2 separate regions of the Sus scrofa genome follow, and region 2 is linked to region 1. A link is a contact called in public Hi-C data. All regions are on one chromosome and are shown on one strand. Each heading gives the region's core, a stretch centred on a gene start, on an enhancer-like site or on the middle of the called end of the contact. The rest is flanking DNA. Distances are from core to core; before and after follow the strand shown.

What was found. A called contact is a pair of places that touch in the nucleus more often than the background predicts.
Region 2: a Hi-C map of fetal liver shows a contact between it and region 1, with 2.8 times the contacts expected there. The contact joins two enhancer-like sites. A contact is called at or near these places in 1 of 5 promoter capture datasets (fetal liver), 2 of 47 Hi-C or Micro-C datasets (both in fetal liver) and 1 of 2 datasets of contacts at active chromatin or transcription factors (alveolar macrophages).

Annotation. Positions count from the first base shown.
Region 1 is chr13:108,561,480-108,564,715 of Sscrofa11.1, forward strand. No RefSeq gene overlaps it. Among named protein-coding and RNA genes, the nearest start is that of LRRC31, 13 kb to the left of the region's middle. Within about 2 kb of position 1,577, at least 3 of the 83 cell types and tissues checked have an H3K27ac peak or open chromatin away from gene starts, as enhancers often do. A contact at or near this core is called in fetal liver, where this site is marked.
Region 2 is chr13:108,633,694-108,636,929 of Sscrofa11.1, forward strand. All of the region lies in intron 5 of SAMD7 (sterile alpha motif domain-containing protein 7), which reads left to right. Among named protein-coding and RNA genes, the nearest start is that of SAMD7, 13 kb to the left of the region's middle. Within about 2 kb of position 1,513, at least 2 of the 83 cell types and tissues checked have an H3K27ac peak or open chromatin away from gene starts, as enhancers often do. A contact at or near this core is called in fetal liver, where this site is marked.

The DNA.
Region 1 (3,236 bases), core at 327-2,826:
AACAAGTCCACATATTATCAGCAAGCTGGCAGGAGACAAGTTTTTCTGGTGGCATGGAACACCAGCAAACTGATAACTCAGCCACCAAAGGTGCTTAACCCTAAAATCTAAACATCCCCACTCAGCATAGAAAGCTAATTGATCTTTCTGGGAAGCAGTGCCAGAGCTGGAAGGGGGTTCTAAGGGTGAAGGTAAAGGAAAGATTAGACTGTGTGGAACAGTGTGGGCCCTGTTAAATCTCAGAAGTAATCAATTGACTCTCTTTTCTAGGACAAAGTCCCTCCAGAGAAGGATCTGCTGGCAGTGAAATCTAAATTGAGCAGCACAGAGACACTACAAGCAAAGGCAAGAGGTGATACAGGTAAAGAGGGGAAGGGGCAGAAAATGTAGTTTCAAAAGCACGAGGCAGTATCATTTCACTCTCCATCATGACCACAGCAAAGCCTCCTCTTCCTGGCTACACCATGTGGGCCTCTTCCTAGGGCTGCCTGTTCCATTCTCATGAAATGCCACTGGATTTGTCGGAGTCCAGGATTCATAAGTGAGGGAAGGAGAAAACTGTGATAGCTGTGAAGAGCTGGTCACACATCATCCCTTCCACCACATTCTCATCATTAGGAGTGATCCTCAAAGTCCAGCCCATACTCGCGGTGAGGGAAATTTCAGCCTGTCCTCTTGGTGAGGATAGAGTTCTGCTCTTTGAAGGAAGGAGTATCAAAGAATTTGCAGATGTTTAAAAACTATTCTATGAGAAGTTCCCATTATGGCACAGCAGAAACGAATCTGACTAGTAACCATGAGGTTGTGGGTATGGGTTCAAGGCTCAGTGGTTAACGAATCTGACTGGGAACCATGAGGTTGTGGGTTCGATCCCTGGCCTTGCTCAGCGGGTTAAGGATCAGGTGTTGCTGTGAGCTGTGGTGTAGGTCATGGATGCGGCTCAGATTTGGCATTGTTGTGGCTGTGGCGTAGGCTGGTAACTACAGTTCCAATTCCACCCCTAACCTGGAATCCTCCATGTGTGGCCATGTGGCCCTAAAAAGCAAACAACAACAACAACAAAAACCTGTTCTGTGATATAAAAAGGACAAGAGAGAAAATGAGACCTATGAATAGAAGATAGACAAAGACAAACCAACATTTGTTTGTCAGTAGTTCTGAGGAATATCCAGACCACCAAAAGGTAAATACAATCCAAATGTCCATCAATTGATGAATGGTAAACAAAATATGATTTCATACAATGGAATGTCGTTTGGTCCTAAAACAGTAATGAAGTACTGATATAGGCTTGAATATGGATGAACATTGAAAACATTACGCTGAGTGAAAGAGGCCAGACATAAAACTCTACACATAAGATTCCAATTATATTAAATATCTAGAATAGGCAAATATAGAGACAAACAAAGTAGACTAATAATTGCTTAAGGATTAGAGAAGCACAGGAAAGTGGGGGTGAGGGGAAGGTGATAGGTAAAGAGTAATAAGTTTCTGTTTTGTTTTGGCTATGCCTATGGCACGTGGAATTTCCAGGCCAGGGATCAAACTGGCACCACAGCAGTGACCAAGCTGCTGTAGTGACAATGCTGAATTCTTAACCTGCTGAGTCACCATGGAACTCCACGGAGCAGAGTTTGCATAGCCATAATAATGTAACAGTAAGTGTTATATTAAACTCTGGAATAATCATATTGAAGGGCTGTAGAAAGGGGAAATTTGTAGAGGTTTACAGAAATAAATTCTCATTTGCCCAACACAACAGGAACACAATAGATAATATCTAAAATTGTAAGTGTATTATTTAGGAATGCAGAGGTAAATACTAGACCAAAGAATAAAAGAGATGGCTTGGGATAGACCATGATGGAAGATAATAGAAAGGGAATGTATACATCCATATGTATGACTAGGTCACTTGGCTGTACAGCAGAAATTGGCACAGTATTGTAAATCTACTATACTTTATTTTTAAGAAAAGAATAAAAAGAGTTGAAATATGTTGCTTGAACAAAGTCTTACTTATTGCATTTAGGTTTTTCTCAGCTACTTTTTCATGTGATTCTGGACATCTATAACCTGTAAGTCTCACTCAATGTCTTCTATAAATAGAAGTTATAATAATATAAATACAAAGAGCAGGGTGTTTGTGATGATTAGATGAGATGATGCATGTCAGATGCTTATTATAACGTCTGTGACATATCAAGCCTTCAATAAATGTTAGATTCTGATGTCATCATGATCATAATCATCATCAACCATCAGGACTATGAGGTTGCTGCCATTTACTGCATCATTTCCTAACTTTATGGCCAATTGGATGTTCATGGGAAGATCTAGAAATGACTGCCAGGGAGTAGAAAGGATGGTTGCTCTTTGCTGTGGGGCCCTCGGCTTGTGCCTAAGGCCTCTCTGGGGTCCCCACGGAACAGAGAGAACAGAGACCAGTCTTGAGTGCAGGATCTCAGGTGCAGCCAGTAGCTTCCTGGCCTCTCCACAACCCCTAATACTTAGTCCCTTATCATCACACACCCGTGCATCTCATTATGTAGTGAGTGGTCATCGAAGGTTGTAGTAACAAACCTGCCCGCAAGGATCTTCACTTCCATTTGGGGGTTGTTGCTCCTCAGTTGTTTCCTGCAGTGAATTTGTCTCCTTATTGGCAAATTGCAGCATCAGGAATGTATCCATCTGAGCTCAAAAAGTCCTCAAATGGGTTTAGATTCTCCCAACAATTTCCTAACTGAGATAACACCTCCTCTGTGGTCAGCACCAGGAGAACATCAAGACTCACAGCCCTTCTGAGCATTGAAGGGCTATTTGGACATATCCTGATCACAAAAACAGCCTAAGATAAAGGAAATGCAGAGTTAAAAACATGCTGTCCAGTTAGTCACAGAAAACAGTATAGGGATATTTGAAGTATTTACCCTTCTCTGGTCAATGTAGCTTGTCCCAATTGCAATACTTAGGCTCCCTCTTAAATGTTCTCCAAACAGTCTGGAGTAGCTTCCTTATAGAGGAACTTAATGAAACAACACTTGTATAATAATATATATATGTACCTTGCACAGTGCTGGGTTCTGACAAAGCTCATCTATATCAAAGAACCTGCCCTCTTACAGCTTTTACTGATCCTAAAGCAAGAAATAGAAAGGCACATGCTTTAGCCAAGTGCAAAAGAAATGGAGAAATTCACATTTTTTTACAGCGGTTTTATTCTTTTTGTTGTT
Region 2 (3,236 bases), core at 263-2,762, 72 kb after region 1:
AGGTAACATTTCCACCATAAATACAGTTAACTATTTTCATCAGTACTCCTTTTTCTGATTGGCAATGGGATTAAGTATGGAAAATTGTGGACCAGAATCATGAACTATACATTGCTTTCCAAGTTCTCTAACCAGCAAGCTCTGTGCTTCTCGGGCAACTTAACCTTTTCTACTTTGGTTCTCTCATTTATAATGGATCATAATAATAGTGCCTAGTCTTTATTGGGAACAGACTATATGCCAGACACTGTACTAAGGACATCATTTAGATTATCTTAAATTTATTTATTTATTTATTTATTTACTTACTTATGGCCACACCAGAGGTATATGGAGGTTCCCAGGCTAGGGGTCAAATCAGAGTTGTAGCCACTGGCCTACACCACAGCCACAGCAATGCCAGATCTGAGTCGCGTCTGTGACCTATACCACAGCTCATGGCAATGCTGTATCCTTAACCCACTGAGCAAAGCAAGAGATTGAAACTGGGTACTCATGGATACTAGATTTGTTTCCACTGAGCCATGATGGGAATTCCCTAGATTATCTCAAATTTAATATACACCATATTTCCACAAAGATATTAATTCTATTTTGCAGCGGAGCAAAACTGAGCTTTAAGGTGGCTAAAAAATGTGTACATGACTACAACTCTAACTCTTTTCCTTACAATTATATTGCAGATATTGGGCCATGTGATTTTCAGGCTACACAGATTAACCCAAACTGTCAATTTTTTTGCTTTGGCCCAAATTAAGTTATTCACATTACCCATTCGACAATGTTCTTGGTTAAAACAGGAAAAGAAATAGTTACTTAATAAATGTAGTTTGTAAATAACTAAAGTCTGTTGGAACACAAAGTTCCTGGTGCAGAAATTTCCCAAGAATACTCTAGTTTTTTCCTGGTCCCGAGGCACCAAACACATAGTGGAAACAGGGCAAATGTGCTTCCTCTTCTCTTTGCCCAGAATAAAGTCACCAGTAAGCAATGCCACATCAGTGTGGCCGTGCTGTAAGAGGCAGGTACAGGGCATGGTAGGAACACATAGGAGGGCTTCATGGCTTCCCAGAAGAAGAGGCATCAAAAGTGAGACCTGATTGTGAGGAGTTTGCCAGCTGAGGAAGAATAGAAGGTGGGAGGAAGGCAAAGGAGTAATTTCCAGATGAGGGCCAGAAGCCAGAGAGAATTCAACATGGTTGGAATTTGAGAACAATTCTTAGGGTCCAGCGTGCCAAGGCTAAGTTGGGAGAGTGAGGATGGCAAGTCAGGGGACTGAAGAGGGAGAGGGGGCCAGATCATTGGCCTTGAAGACCCAGTGAAGGATGGTGACTTTATCCCAGGGACAGTCTAGGTTTTAAGTAGGAGTGGCATGCTTAGCTTTATATTTCAGAAAGGCCACTCAAGTTACTCTTATGAAAATAGTTTAAAGGAGGCAAGGCTAGTGGGGAAGCCTCCTCAGATAAGCAGTAACGAAATTCGATGCAAGGTAGGAGCAATGGGGTGGACAGATAAGAATTCTATCTAAGAGGCAGAATTGGCACAATTCAGCTTCTGAGTTAAAGATACATATTGGAGAGCCTTCAGTATATAGAGACATTCACTGAATCCAAGAGAGAGACTAGATGGATCAGGAAGACCAAAGGGGACCTGGGTCAGAAGCCAAAGGGACTCTAACACATAAGAATGGATAAAGAAACAGTAGCTATGAAGGTGACTGTGAAAGAGAGGGCACAGTGTACCCAGGAGGGAGCAGAAGAGCATTTTCTTGAAAGATAGTCAATGATGTCAGATGCAGCCAGGAACATAAGAAACATGAGGACTGAAAAATATCCATGTGTTAGGGAATAAGAGTCCCCAGGGACCCAGAGGAGACTGGTAAGGGTGGAAGTCAGACTCCTTGAGACTGAGGAATGACTGAGAAGTAAGAACATGGAAACAGGGAGTATCAAAACTCTTGAGAAATTGGGCTGTCATGACTCAGTGGTTAACAAATCTGACTGGGAACCATGAGGTTTCGAGTTCGATCCCTGGCCTCACTCAGTGGGTTAAGGATCCAGCATTGCCATGAGCTGTGTTATAGGCTACAGATGTGGCTCCGATCCCAGGTTGCTGTGGCTGTGGCAGAGGCCAGTGGCTACAACTCTGATTCTACCCCAGCCTTGGAACCTCCATATGCCACGGGTCAGCCCTAGAAAAGACAAAAAAAAAAAAAAAAGAAAAAAGAAATTGGGCTGAGACAGGGATAAGAGACCTGAGGTAGAATCTAGAGATGGAGTAAGGAAGTGTTTGTGTGTTTTCATTACCATTGCTTATTTAATGATGGTGGAGCCTTGCTTAAGTGCAAGAGCCTGATGAAGGGGAGAGATTGGAGATGAGAGAGAGGATTATCTGTTGAATGGAGCCGAGGGGGTTGGGGGGAAGGGTAAGACACACAGCCTATGTGGAGAGAGTGTCTTTAAACAGTGGGGGACCACCCTTGCACTCTATCAGGAGAGAGGAAGAAAATATAAGCTTTTAGGTTTGGGCAGAATTAGAGCAAGTTCTTATCTGCTTTTTTTTTTTTCTAATTAGGAAGTTATATGATCTGCAGAAAATGAGGGAGGATTCTATGGCGCCTAAAGTTTGAGGAGTGTGAATAAAGCTTGAAATAGAAAGAAAAGAAAGCTCATCATATACACAGGTTTGCCAGGCAGGTTGAAGTTGAAGTTCATGATGTTCTAGTACCACCAATTGGCTCAGTTTTTTCCGTCCACTTCCTTCTCTGCCTGGAACCTTTGTCCACCGGCAGCCTTCCTAGTTTCTGGAAGAATGGAAGGCATGGTGACATCCACCACACAGTGAGAACAAATAGGCCCTGTGCAGAGGTCCAGCATGACCACACTCATTTGCATTTTCCTCTGCTCCCTTCACCACTCATCTAAGGCAGTGGACAGGGGCACTGCATCTGTAAATGTGAGAGTCTGAAATTTGACTGCAGCCGTTTTTACCCCATCCCTTTACTCATACTATTTGTCTGTTCATTGATTTGTCCAGCAACGATTACTGCACATCTTCTATCATGCGTCAGGCACTGAATTACAAGTACATAGGTAGGAGTTCCCATTGTGGCTCAGCAGAAATGAATCCGACTAGAACCCATGAAGATGCAGGTTTGATCCCTGGCCTCGCTCAGTAGGTTAAGGATCTGGCATTGCCTTCAGCTGTGGTGTAGTTCAGCAGCTACGGCTCTAATT